Regions from separate parts of the Gossypium hirsutum genome. Here region 2 is linked to region 1. A link is a contact called in public Hi-C data. All regions are on one chromosome and are shown on one strand. The core of a region is the stretch at or near the end of the contact, and the rest is flanking DNA. Distances in the headings are between cores, read along the strand shown.

Region 1 (7,032 bases), core at 1,684-4,183:
TGGGGACTTCAATGAAATCTTGTATTCATTTGAGAAAGTGAGGGGTGTGCCTAGGGACGAGAGAAGGATGGAAATGCTTAGAGGAGTTTTGGAGGACTGTCACTTAGTGGATTTGGGATACTCTGGACCTTGGTATGCATGGAAGAGGGGAATATTCAGGAAATGAATATTAGAGAACGTCGACTGAGGGGTAACTAATGAAGGCTTGATAAACTTATTCCCTAATTTTATGGTACGTCATTTACCTTACTTTTATTCAAATCATTGTCCTCTCCGATAGAGAAGGGCATTCATCACAGACCTATGCATTTTTGATTTGAGGCTTTGTGGGTAATGTAAGAGTCTTTTGAGGATAATGTTAGAAAATTTGTGGTAATGATGAATGAGATATTTTCATTAAGTTAGAACAAATCAGGATTGATTTGTGTCAATGGGCCAAATTGATTCGGGGAAAAAGGGATGGTATTTGGCAGGATTTGACGAGTAAATTAGGGGATTTATTGGAAAGAGAGAGATGATGCAACCCTCGAGGAGTTGATTGAAACAAAAATTATCTTGAATTTAGAAATTGATAAAGATGAGATGTTTTGAGAACATTGAGCACACGTGAATTGGCTTCACTTGGGAGATAAAAACACAACTTTCTTTTATAAATATGCTTCACAGAGAAAAAAAAACCAAATTATGGGTTTACAATATGAGGATGAGAGAGGAACGACCGAGGAGGCTGGGATGGAGTGTATCGCAATGGACTACTTTAAGGAGCTTTTTACGACTAATAGCAGTATGGTTACGGATCATTTGTTAATGGGGGTGAGAAAGTAAATTTTTGATGAGGAAAATTTAATGTTAACCAAAAGGTATACTGAGGATGAGATTGTTAATGCTTTAAAAAGTATGAGACTGATAAAAGCTTTTAGTGATGATAGTTTTTCGACATTATTTTTCAGCATTTTTGGCATATTATAGGCAGGGAGATTGCTAATTTCTGCTTGGAGGTACTGAATAGTGGTAAGGTTCTTGATTCCGTTAATATTACCAATCTTTGTGCTTATTCTGAAAACTCCCCAGCCATTAATTTTTAAGAATTCTAGATTCATTAGTTTGTGTAATGTATTGTACAAATTGGTCGCTAAGATAATAGCGAATCGATTTCAGCGAGTGCTAGAATGGTGTATTGATGGTGCATAGAGTATTTTTGTGCCAGGATGATTGATTACAGATAATATTCTAGTGGATTATGAAATTTTGCACTCATTTAGATAGAAACGATTGGGTAAAAAGAGGTCTACGGCTTCAAAGGTTGACATGAGTAAGGCATATGATCTTGTTGAATGGAACTTCCTTTGTGTGATGATGGAGCGAATAGGTTTTGCATTGTCTTAGATTGACTTAATCATGAGGTGCATCTCATCTGTTTTATATTCAGTTATTGTCAATGGTAAGGTGGGAAAAGCTTTCAAACCAAGTAAGGGGGAATCCTTTAAGCCCTTTTCTTTTCTTGATTTATAGTGAAGGGTTATCAGTTTTGATGAATGAAGTGATGAATGGAGGCTTAATTAAAGGTATCAAGGTGAGTAGAGGGGGGACCTTTGATTATACACTTACTTTTTACCGACGATTGTATGTTGTTTGGAGAGGCTAATGAAAGAGGGGTTCATCCGCTGAAGATTGTTTTACATGAGTACGAGATCTATTTTGTGTAGTGAATAAATTATGAGAACTCAATAGTTTTTTTTAATTCCAATGTGGGTGAAGAAGATAGACATTCAGTTTCTGGTGCCCTAGGAGTTAGATACTCGAATGACCCCGAGCAGTACTTGGGGTTACCTAATATGATGGAGAGAAGTAAAAAGTTCACTTTTCAAACTTTAAAAGGTAGATTTAAGCAAAGATTAGACAGTTACAGTATACTGTTCTTATCCCTATGGAGAAGGAAGTCTTTATTAAAGCAGTTATTCAAGTTATTCCTACATATTCTATGATGTGTTTTTTGTTACCTAAATATTTTTGCACTGAACTAGAGGGTATTATTTCTAGGTTTTGGTGGCAAAAGGGCATGGTTGAAGAGGTATCCCCTACCGCGATTGGAAGAAGCTATGTGAGTTGAAAGAGATCGAAGGTTTAGGATTTTTCAACTTAGCTAAATTTAACTTAGCATTATTAGCGAAGCAGGGCTGGCATCTTATTCAATACCCGATTCGTTATTAGCGCGAGTGTTAAAAGCAAAATACTTTTCGCAAAGTGATTTTTTGAGAGCTAGGTTGGGGAATTTACAGTCGTATACCTGATAGAGTATTTGGGCAACCCGAGGGCTTCTAGAAATGGATCTCTATCGGAGAATGGGCACAAGTGACAGAATTAATGTTATGGAGGATGGTTGGATACCTGGTTCAATTAATTACAAAATTAGTGGTTCTATTTGTGATAATGGGATAACTATTGTTGCGAAATTAATTGATAGCTCGCATTGAATTTGGAAAGAGGATGTGATTCGTGATACCTTTTCAAATATGGACATTGATAGAATTCTACGGATTCCTTTGGCAACGGTGGAACACGCTGATCTGCTAGTGTGGAAAGGGGAGTCTTCGGGCGAGTTTTCAGCCAGAAGTGCATATAGATTACTATGGGACTTTAGTAATGACATGGATACACTTGAAGTACAGAAAGTAATGAAAGGTTTCTATAAAACTTTCAACTTGAAAAGTCTCTTGGGACTTCTTGCCTACTCTAGTTAACTTACAGTACAAACGAGTTTGAAGAAATGCGAAGAGTTTTACTTGGAACAATGCATCCCTCACTACGTTGTCGTGTCGTTGGGTCTGGGAAAACACCGCGAACGTGAACCTGATTGAGAGCCTAAGTCGTTTAGTGATCGAAAGAGCAAACAGAGGATACGGGTACTAGAAGTTTCTCCGGAAAACTACAACCGACAGCAATAAGGACATATATGGGGAGTGGTGGGTAGCAGTTCAATTAATTTTGACTGGATAAGGGTCTTAGTTTCCTTTTTCCTTTTTCTTTATATTTTGTCCGTCGGGTCTTGTTTGTTGGACTCTTGTTTTATGTTTAAAGACTCATTTCTTGGGCTCAAGTGGTTAGGCCATCTTCTTATAATAAAAGTCTAGTCTTATTATTTCAAAAAAAAAAATCGCACCCAAATTTTCACTAATACTTGAAATAATAATCTAAATTTTCCTTTTACATGAGTGGATTAATCAATATATACATAAGCCAATTTTTTTTCTATGTTTTTCATTTGTTAAAACTAGTCTCTATACTTTTACTTTTTTTTGAAGAATTTAATTTTTTGGAGTGAGGTGAGCTTGTGAATTAGTTTTAACAAATGGAAAGCATTGAAAAACTACAAAAAAAAAATAAAGAAAGAAGGAAAATTGAGAGAGAAGTATAAGAGAGTGGAAAATAAAGAAAAAAAATAAAGTTAAAAGAATATAAAAGAAAAAAATTAAATTGCTCAAAATGAAAAAATATAGGGACCAATTGTAGAATTTAACCTAAAATTTTTATTTGAAATGATGATTTAATGTGGTAAAGAAATGTTGAAATCAAAGTTTGTGGGATTTTGAAGATGAAGTGGATGAAAGGGAAAAAAATGGAGTGGAGGGAGAAGGGAAATATTTTTTACTTTATTTAAAACTGTGAAAAAAAGAATGCCGATAATGACAATGTATGGCAAAAAAAGAAAAAAAGAAAAATAAAGAACACACAGATTTTTATGTGAAAAACCTTTGGGGAAAAAATCACAGACAGAGGAGAAGATAATTCACTATGTCGAATTTGAATAATTACAAAAGGAGTAGACTATGTCTATTTATAGGCTTGTAAAATCATATTCTAATAGGAATGTAGTAAGATTGAAACACCTTATTCTAATAAATATCAAATAGATGGAGTTCAATAAGGTTTAAAAAATCTTATTTTAAAATAAAATAAAAGAAGTGTAGTTCTATATGGATTTTACTTTTATTTTATTTTACTGTTGTATTTTATTTAAATAAGGATTCAGGTCACTCCATTCTAACAATCTCCACCTTAACACGAATTCTCAATGAACAAGTTCTTCATCATGAACACTCAACGAACAAGTTCTCCACCTCTTCCATAAAACCTCTTAAGGGTTGAACTTCAACAATGAGCACCAACCAAGTCTAAGAAATGTTCAAACTTGGTTATAAGAAGTAACTTAGTGGCATCAAATCTACAGAATTTTCATGAGTACTAATTTTGCTCACAACAATATCACCACGAGCAATAATATCACGAACAAAATGAGACCGAACATCAATGTGGTTTGTTTTCTCATGAAACATTTGATCTTTTGTAAGGAAGATAGCATTCTTACTGTTACAAAATACTGTACTAATTTGAAGGTCTTTATTGAGTTTACTAAAGAGTCCCTTCAACCAAATGGCTTCTTTACAAGCCTTAGTAATCACCAAGTACTCAGCTTCAGTGGTAGACAAAGCGATTGTAGTTTGCAAAGTAGTTTTCCAACTAATTGCACAACCTCCGATTGTAAAGACATAACCTGTGAGAGATCTTTTTCTATCAAGGTCTCCAGCAAAATCAGCATCAACATACCCCATGACTCCATCTCTAGTTCTTCCAAACTGTAAGCAAACATTAATAGTACCTCGTAAGTATCTTAAAATCTACTGAACTGCTTTCCAGTGTTTATTACCGAGATTCGCCATGTATCTGCTAACTGCACTGACTGCATATGATAAATCTGGACATGAACAAACCATAGCATGCATGAGGGATCCCACTGCACTAGAATATGGAACATGTGACATGTACTCAATCTCATCATCTGATTGTGGAGACAAAGCTAATGAAAGTCTGAAATGGGCTGCTAAAGGAGTACTACCAGGTTTAGCACTCTGCATATTGAACCTACAAAGAACTTTCACAATATACCCCTTTTGACTTGGGTACAATTTACTTCTTTTTCTATCTCTAAGAATATTCATACCAAGTATCTTCTTTGCTGGTCCCAAATATTTCATCTCATATTCTTCACTTAGTTGGGCTTTAACCTTTCTTATCTCTCATTTATCTTTCACTGCTATCAACATGTTATCAATATAAATGAGTAGATACACAAAAGAACCATCACTGATTTTCTTAAAGTAAACACAACTCTCAAAGCTACTTCTTTTGAAATCATGAGAAGTCATAAATGAACCAAACCTCTTGTACCATTGTCTTGGTGACTGTTTCAAACCGTAAAGTGACTTTTTTTTAGCAAATAAATACAATCCTCTTTTTCTGAGACTGTAAAACCCTTTAGTTGTTGCATGTAAATATCCTCATCAAGTTTTCCATGCAAAAATGCAGTTTTTACATCTAACTGCTCAAGCTCCAAATCATGCATGGCCACATTACCAAGCAAAGCTCGAATCAAACTATGCTTCACAACTGGGAAGAACACATCTATAAAGTCTACTTCTGGAATTTGACTGTAACCCTTTGCAACAAGCCTTGCTTTATATCTAGGTTCTTCAACTCCTGGAGTCCCTTCTTTCTTTTTAAACACTCATTTACAACAAACAACCTTTTTACCTTTAGGAAGTTTTACAAGATCCCATGTTCTATTTTTGTGGAATGAGTCCATCTCATCTTACATAGCAAACATCCACTTTTCTGAGTTTTCACAGCTAACCGCCTCAAAATAATTAGATGACTCATGGTTTGTATCATATCTTCAGCCACATTTAAAGCACAAGTAACTATATCAGCCTCGGTATACTTCTTTGGAGGTTTAATTTCTCTTCTAGTTCTATTTTTGGCGACAGAGTATTGTGGTGAAAAAGTAACTTTATTCTGAATTTTGGTACTAACTTGAGGAGTCGACTCTGTTGTAGATTCTGGATTAATCTGATGCTCCACCTGCTTTTGATGTTCTTTATTGGAAGAGTCTTTAAGAGATAAGTTAGGTAGCATAGCAGTTTCATCAAAAACAACATCTCTGGTAATCACAACTTTTTTATTTTCAGGATACCATAACTGATACCCTTTTACACCAGATTATAACCAAGAAAAACACATTTAATGGATCTCGGTTCCAATTTTCCATTATTAACATGAGCATACGCAGGACACCTAAATATCTTTAAATCAGAATAATTAACAAGATTACTAGACCATACCTTTTGTAGGGTCTTTTTCTCAATGGCAATAGATGGAGACCAGTTGATCAAAAAACATGCAGTAGAGGCTGGTTAGTATTCGACAACATATATCGAACTTTCTCTATGATCAATTTGATCATTCATTTTGTAATGTTGTTTTGTTGTGGAGTATGACCAACTGTCAAGTATTTCACGGTCCCTTTTGACTTGCATAGTTCATTAAACTCATCAGAATAGAACTCTAAGCCATTATCTGTACGGAGGTGTTTTATTTGTTTTCTCATCTGTTTTTCAATCATAGTTTTCCAAAACTTAAATGCGAAAAACACATCGCTTTTCTGCTTCAAGAAGAACGTCTAAACTTTTCTAGAAAAATCATTAATAAAAGTTAGCATATAATTAGCTCCACCTCTCGAAGGCACTTTAGATGGCCCCCATAGATCAGAATGAATATACTCGAACGGTCTCTTCGTGTTATGGATTCCTCTGGTGAATCGAACTCTCTTTTGCTTCCCAAAACTGCAGTGCTCATAGAACTTCAGTTTACAAATTTCTTACTCATCAATAAGTCCTCTTTTTCTCAATTCTGCCATGCCATTCTTACTCATATGCCCTAGGCGCAATGCCAAAGTCTAGTAACATCATCTTTTGACAAGAAAAAGGAAGCGACTGTTGCATCACCAGCAACAGTAGAACCCTGCAAGACATATAACTTGGTAGTCTTTCTCTGCACTTTCATCACAACGAGGAAACCTTTAGAAATCTTCAAAACCCTACTTCCAGTTGTGTATTTGTACCCTTTTGAATTAAGAGTACTCAATAAAATTAAATTTCTCTTCAATTTTGGAACATGTCGCATATCACTAAGTGTTCT
Region 2 (6,263 bases), core at 1,454-3,953, 68 kb after region 1:
TAAAGAATTTTCATATGATGCCCTAGTTTACTAAAGACAGAAGAGTAGGTTTAATATGGTTCAACTTCCATAAAGAAGTGGCAGATTGCTTAAAATCAGGAACAGAAAAAAAAAATGAGCTTCACATATCAACAAGAGGCCAACTTAAAGAGTTTGGCATCAAAACAACAAATTCGGCTAGCATAGTATCTGGAAGTTTCTTGTTCAAATTTATTCCCAATAAATACACAGATAGTAAGCTCCAAAGAAGACAAAGAACCATGTTCAGTTTCAAAATCAACAAGAGTTTGCAAAGAATATAACAAAAGTTGCAGAAAAAACATGTTAACATGGAGATATACATACCTTGAATGCTTGCCTCAATGGCCACTTCTTTCATTTGTTCTTGACTAATTTGTTTAATGTATGGAAGAAGTGTCTGAAGCAAGTATCTAGAGTGCAGAATACTTTGGCCCTGCTCTTTCAATTCCTACAACTCATCAAGTACACAATATCATAAATCAAGTATGGGATTATATGAGCAATTATGCATCAAATAAAGCAGTAAAGCCATGAATTTCAGAACTAACTTCAAGAGGGCCAAGCATGCGCAAGCATGACTTGCAATTGCAATTCCCCCGACAAACGGGGCAGGCATCAGCAATTGCTTCCTCTGACATATTGGGATACCTAGCCCCAGAAAACAAATACATGGTAAGTTAGATGGGAAACAATATGATATTTACTTACGATTAAGATGGCCAAAATATATGTTGCCAGCAACAGAAAAATATACTAAGTAGTTCAGGAAAAGCAGCAGTTTTTAAGGGAAGAGCAGATACAGTTAGCACTCCAATAAGAATACCATTTTAAGCAGGGAACGCAAAATCGTTTCCTCTTGCAACTCTTGCATCTCACAACCCTGCCTTTATCATTCCTCTGGCACTGATGGCACATTGATGATTCTTCTGCAATCCACTGTTAAATGCAAAAACCAAACACATCAACACTCGAATCCATCAGGTAAACAAAATGAAAAAGACATCATAAAAACAACTCTAGAGTTAAAAAAATCAAATTTTTTTACCTTCTTTCTATCTGCATCCCGCAGAGACTCTTCATTCTTGGGAACTCCTGAGTCCCTAAGTGAATATTTTCTCTTAGTGATCGTTCCCAAAGACCCATCCTCCTCTGGTTTTTCCGAACTTTTCCCATTCCCTGCAACTTCCTCTTCCATCTTCTTTTGGCCCTTCTTTGGCCCTCTTCGCCCTCTCTTCTTTCCATCAGCTACGTCGAAATTGCCTTCTTGCTCTTCTTTACCTTCCTCTTTTACAGCTTTTCCTTCATTGCCTTCACTTGCAGAACCTTGTTTCCTTGCCTTGCCTCTTCTTCCTAGCTTCTTTGCAGGTGCCCCATTACCGCCATAATCATTATAACCATCTTCTTGACCTCCAGGTTGAACAACTTTCCTCTTTTTCTTGCCCTTGCGTCTACGTTTGTTATCTACAAAGTCATCCTCATATTCTAGAATCTCAGCATAATTAACCCTCCTCGAAACAGTTCTCAGTCTCTTCTTCAAAACATCCCCGCTATCTCCTTCCCCAATACCAGCAGCACCCGAATCAACTTCCCCCTTCTCAGCCGCAAAATCCGAAGTTTTCCCCCCGACATTACCCTCTTCCTCAATATCTATTTTGCTCCTCTTAGAAGAACCTGCCGCTTTCTTCTTTCTACCTCTTTCTTTAAGCTTATTTAAAGCAACGTCTTCATCCTCCCCTTCCGAATCCCCACTTTTTATATCTTTCCCTTCAATTCCCTCCTCTTTTCCCACTAATTCCCCTCCGTTCTCTCCACCCACATCTCTATTTCCCCCTCGTCCCTCCTCTCTCCCTTCAACTTTCTCCTCCACAAAACCGCAATTTTCCTCACTTCCCATCGCTTCACCGTCGCTTTGCGACACTACAAGGAAGACTCCAACCACACTCTCTAAAAGCTAAGTAGTCGAACGAGGACAGAGCCTAGGTTTTTTTAAATTTTTTGGCCTGAGCTGGTAGTTTATAAATTAGTAATAGTAGTATAGTACAAGTAGAAGTAGAAGTAGAAGTAGAAGTTTATATTTATAGTTTATATATATATATAAAATTTTCTTTAAAAAAAAAGGAAGATAAGTTGAGAATGAGGAAGGAAACAGTATTAATAACCGGCGCCGTTCACTCCCCTAAGAATGCGTATTAGGGTTTGGTTTGGAGTTTAAATAAGGAAAATCAAAAGTGGAAAATTTTGGAGGGAAATCAAAATATTGTGGGTTTTTTATGTGAAATAATGAAGTGCTCCTCTTCTCTCTCTCCATCTGCGCATGTCTTCCTTGGCGCAGTGTTTCGGAAAATGGAAAAACCAATCAATCAGCTGCAAATTGGATAGTGGAACCTGGGTTTGGGACACCCCACAGCACATTGTTTCTTTCTAATACTTCAATCTTATTAAAATTAGAGGTGATGATGTGATAAATATTTTATCTATTTGAGAAACAAGGGCGAGTTTAATATCTTTAGCTGTTTTTCAGAATGTTCAGTTTTTATATAGAACAGTTGGAAAATTAATTTTGAAAAAGTTGTAGAAATTGAATGATTGAGGGATGAATTAGTAAATTAATGCTATCTCTACCCCACCCATTTGAATTAGCCTCTTTCTCCCCCTCTTCGCTCTCAATTTCCTGCATCTACTAACACCATTCTTTTTAATCAAACCTCCTATTGTTTATCTCTCTCTTAACTCCCACGGCGGAATCTAGTACAGACTTTGAGAGGTCATGATCGCTCCAAATTTTCAATTTTTTACAATTTAACCTTTCATACATATATTATACTCCTCTAAGTAGGCCTCCCAATTTTTACAACTTTTGTAATTTCGCCTTTTATATATAAACTAATTTATTCATGATAATTTTTTAATATTCTTTTTATTAAATAATATTTTATAAGTAACATAATAATATATATAAAAAGAAATAGAAACTTTCTTCTTAGAAAATAATGAAAAAAATTTATTAGGAGACGGTTTCTAATTTGTTACAAGTGTAAAAACGAAACAAACATAACTAGATAATGTTATAGTAAATTTGAGCTAAAGTAAAACAGAGGAAGAAAATATTGGTCACTTTGTTGGAAATTTTGTCAAATGATAGTTTGTGAAGTAATAAGTATTCTAGTGAAAACGAAATAAAAAATGATTAACCAATTTGAAAATTATGTGAATTTCAGATCAAGAAACTATGAAAAATATATTTTTTTTATGATCGAATTTGGTTGGTTTTGGATTACCATGAATTTGTCAATTTTAGATTGAATGGATTATTATGTTGAAATATTTTGTTACGTTAGAATATTACTTCTTTTGACTCAATTGTTATGGTGAAATACTACTTTTTCTTATTTTGAATCGATTGTTTATATGTTCAAAATAATTGTTATGTCGGGATACTAATTTTTTAATTGATTGTTTACATGTTTAAATCAATTGTTATGTAAGAATACTACTTCTTTTGAATAAATTATTTATACGGTTCAATCGATTGTTATGTAAGAATATTATTTCTTCTTCTTTTAAATTGGTTGTTTATATATTTAAATCAATTATTATGTTAAAATACTGCTTTTTTTAAATAAATTATTTATATTTTTAAATTAATTGTTACATAACATATTTAATTTTAATTCAACTCCCTAAAATAAACATTGTTGCTTCACCGCTTGCCATAAAATTAATCTAAGCTAAAAAGCTCAACTTACTGCCCAATGGTGTATTGGAATTATAGCTAGTTCTGGAACTTCTTTCCCTTTCAACTTACACGTGTTCTTGTAGATTATGGGATTTTTCTCAAAAAAACAAAGGTTACAAACAATCATGAATAGCAGTAGCAGCAACAATGACTACTTTACACCGTAAATGACACCAAAATCCTACCTCCACCTCCCACGACCAAGTAAGAGGAAATCACAACCCATTTCAAAAACACCACATTTTTAGCCTTCTTTACTTATCTCCCAACCCTTTAGTAGAGAATGTTAGCAGACAAAGTGTGGATTCACTCAAAATTATTTCCAATGCATAATTTGTTTCTAGCCCTTTTTTTTTATTTATGTATCAAGTCGTTGCATTTTCTTTAATTGGTGGTTGGTTGCTTTTGGGGGTGTGAATTTTTTTTTTATAAATTTTATAATGGTTGTGTATTTTGAATTACAAATTAAAAATTGAATAATAAATGCGGTTTGTGCGACTTAATCTTAAATTATACTTAAAGCGGTGAATACCCTTGACTATCAAATGATCTCATAAAATTATAATGTTTTGTGTATTTTAAGCTTGAATTTGTTAATAATGATGTAAGTTGTCTCGTTTGAGAAATAGTTTTATCTCTTAAGCAACAATTTTATTTCCCAGAATAATAGGTGGAGATAACTAATGATCCGGACTTTATGGTTTCTTAAATGCTAATTCAAAATCTATTGGAACCACTAAGCTATAATCACCCTCCTCTTATGTACACGTGCTAAAACAATGATTGTTGGAGTTGTTTACTAGGAGATTCAGGTAATTCCAGAAGCTGATAAACTTGTACCCAGTAGTTGTTTATGTTGTTGTATTTACTTACATCTTAAATTCTCTTATTACATCAAAATTTTAAGTTTAGATTCGGTTTCGCTCGAAAGATGGGTTTATCTTTTTACTCAAATTCAGTTTAATTTAAAAAAATAAATTCAAGCCTAATTTAGCCCGCCTATATTTTATTTTTATATTATTTTTATTTAAAATTTTAAAGTACTAAAAGAACACCAAAATAAAAGTTTTCTAACATATTAAAAAAAGTATTTATATTAAAAAAACACTACTATAAATATAATAAATATTTTATTGTATTAAATATAATTTTTAAAATTTTATATTTTGGGTTGAATTATTTAGTTGGGTAAGTTACTTTTTTTAAGTTTTAGGTAATGAATTTAATTGTTTTTGGGTTAGTGATTTAATATAAATATAAATAAATAATTATTATTTAACATATATAATTAATATAATATCTTTTATAACATAGTATATTCAGGCTCGGGCCAAAAAATCTTGTCCAAGGCTCAGCTCATAAGTCTTAAATTTGATCTAAACCCATTTTTTAGGCCCTATATTTTTCTCCAAACCCTCTCTTTTTTCAAACAAACATTCGAGCTTGGACAGATGACCTAGGCCATAAACAGGTCCAATTGTTAATAGTGTAAATAGTGTCATTCTTGTTGTGCCAACAAGTAGCAGATCATGAATAGCACCAAAATGGTAACAATGCTCAAGTAGTAATGAAATATTTATAGTATTAATAAAACTCATAGGCTAATCATGTATTAATTTGGTTAGAAAATTATAAAAATATCATTTCGTAATTAAAATAAATCATTATTAAAGGGTATTTTAGTCTTTTCTTCTTAACATAAACCAAAAATATATATACAAACAATAGGATTTGGATCTGCACCAATTGAATTAGAAAAATTGTATGTTTACTACTCAACCAAATCTTTATTATAATATTTTTATACATATTTTTAATATACATAATTTATTATCTCCGCCAATTGTATATATTAATAATATTGTTAATTAAGTTTGTGTCATAAGTCAACTCGACACTAACTCACCATTGATGCCAAAACCATGATAAATAAATGTAAAGCAATTAGTACGTATTTATGTGTTTAAATATCATTTTACTCATAATTTAATATATTTTTTAATTTTAATATTGTACATATTTTATGTTATTAATATTAATTAATTAGTTTCAATCAATATGTTTTATTATTTATTATATGTTATTTTTAAACATACGTTTTCATTTTAAATTTGTGCTTTTCACGTATATATAATCTGAATAGTTATAAACTTTTTATGTAATATTTTATTTGAAAGCAAATAATTTATTTCTAAATTGCTGCTACAATTTGCTTTATACACTGCTCAATTATTGATTTTATAAAGTTGTTTGGCTTTTACAAAGTAGTAAAGATCAAATAATTGTTGTTTATTTAATGTAATACATGAATATTGTATCATATTTATTGATTCTTTCTTCATTCTTGCAGTCAATTAGGAAACTGAAATGTGATCAGAATCCGATGAAAGCAGTCAAGAATCGTATGGATGGGATTATGAAGCTGTTGGCAACGTGTAAGTGAAAAACTTAAAGAAGAGATGATGAAGATTCAAAGCCTTTCATGAATTTGTATGAATAATTATAC

What was found. Hi-C and Micro-C count contacts between places; a contact is called where the count stands out from the background.
Region 2: a contact with region 1 is called in a Hi-C map of petal, with 2.5 times the contacts expected there. The contact joins the promoter of LOC107886373 here to the enhancer-like site in region 1. A contact is called at or near these places in 4 of 34 Hi-C or Micro-C datasets (callus, hypocotyl, leaf and 1 more).

The regions. Positions count from the first base shown.
Region 1 is chrA12:86,210,973-86,218,004 of Gossypium_hirsutum_v2.1, forward strand. No RefSeq gene overlaps it. Among protein-coding and RNA genes, the nearest start is that of LOC107942278, 10 kb to the right of the region's middle. Within about 2 kb of position 2,934, at least 8 of the 9 cell types and tissues checked have an H3K27ac peak or open chromatin away from gene starts, as enhancers often do. A contact at or near this core is called in hypocotyl and leaf, where this site is marked.
Region 2 is chrA12:86,279,233-86,285,495 of Gossypium_hirsutum_v2.1, forward strand. LOC107886373 (lysine-specific demethylase JMJ25) reads right to left here and starts at 2,704. Exons shown (of 13, transcript XM_016810300.2): 1 at 1,067-2,704; 2 at 845-957; 3 at 570-669; 4 at 346-469. The coding sequence starts at 1,915.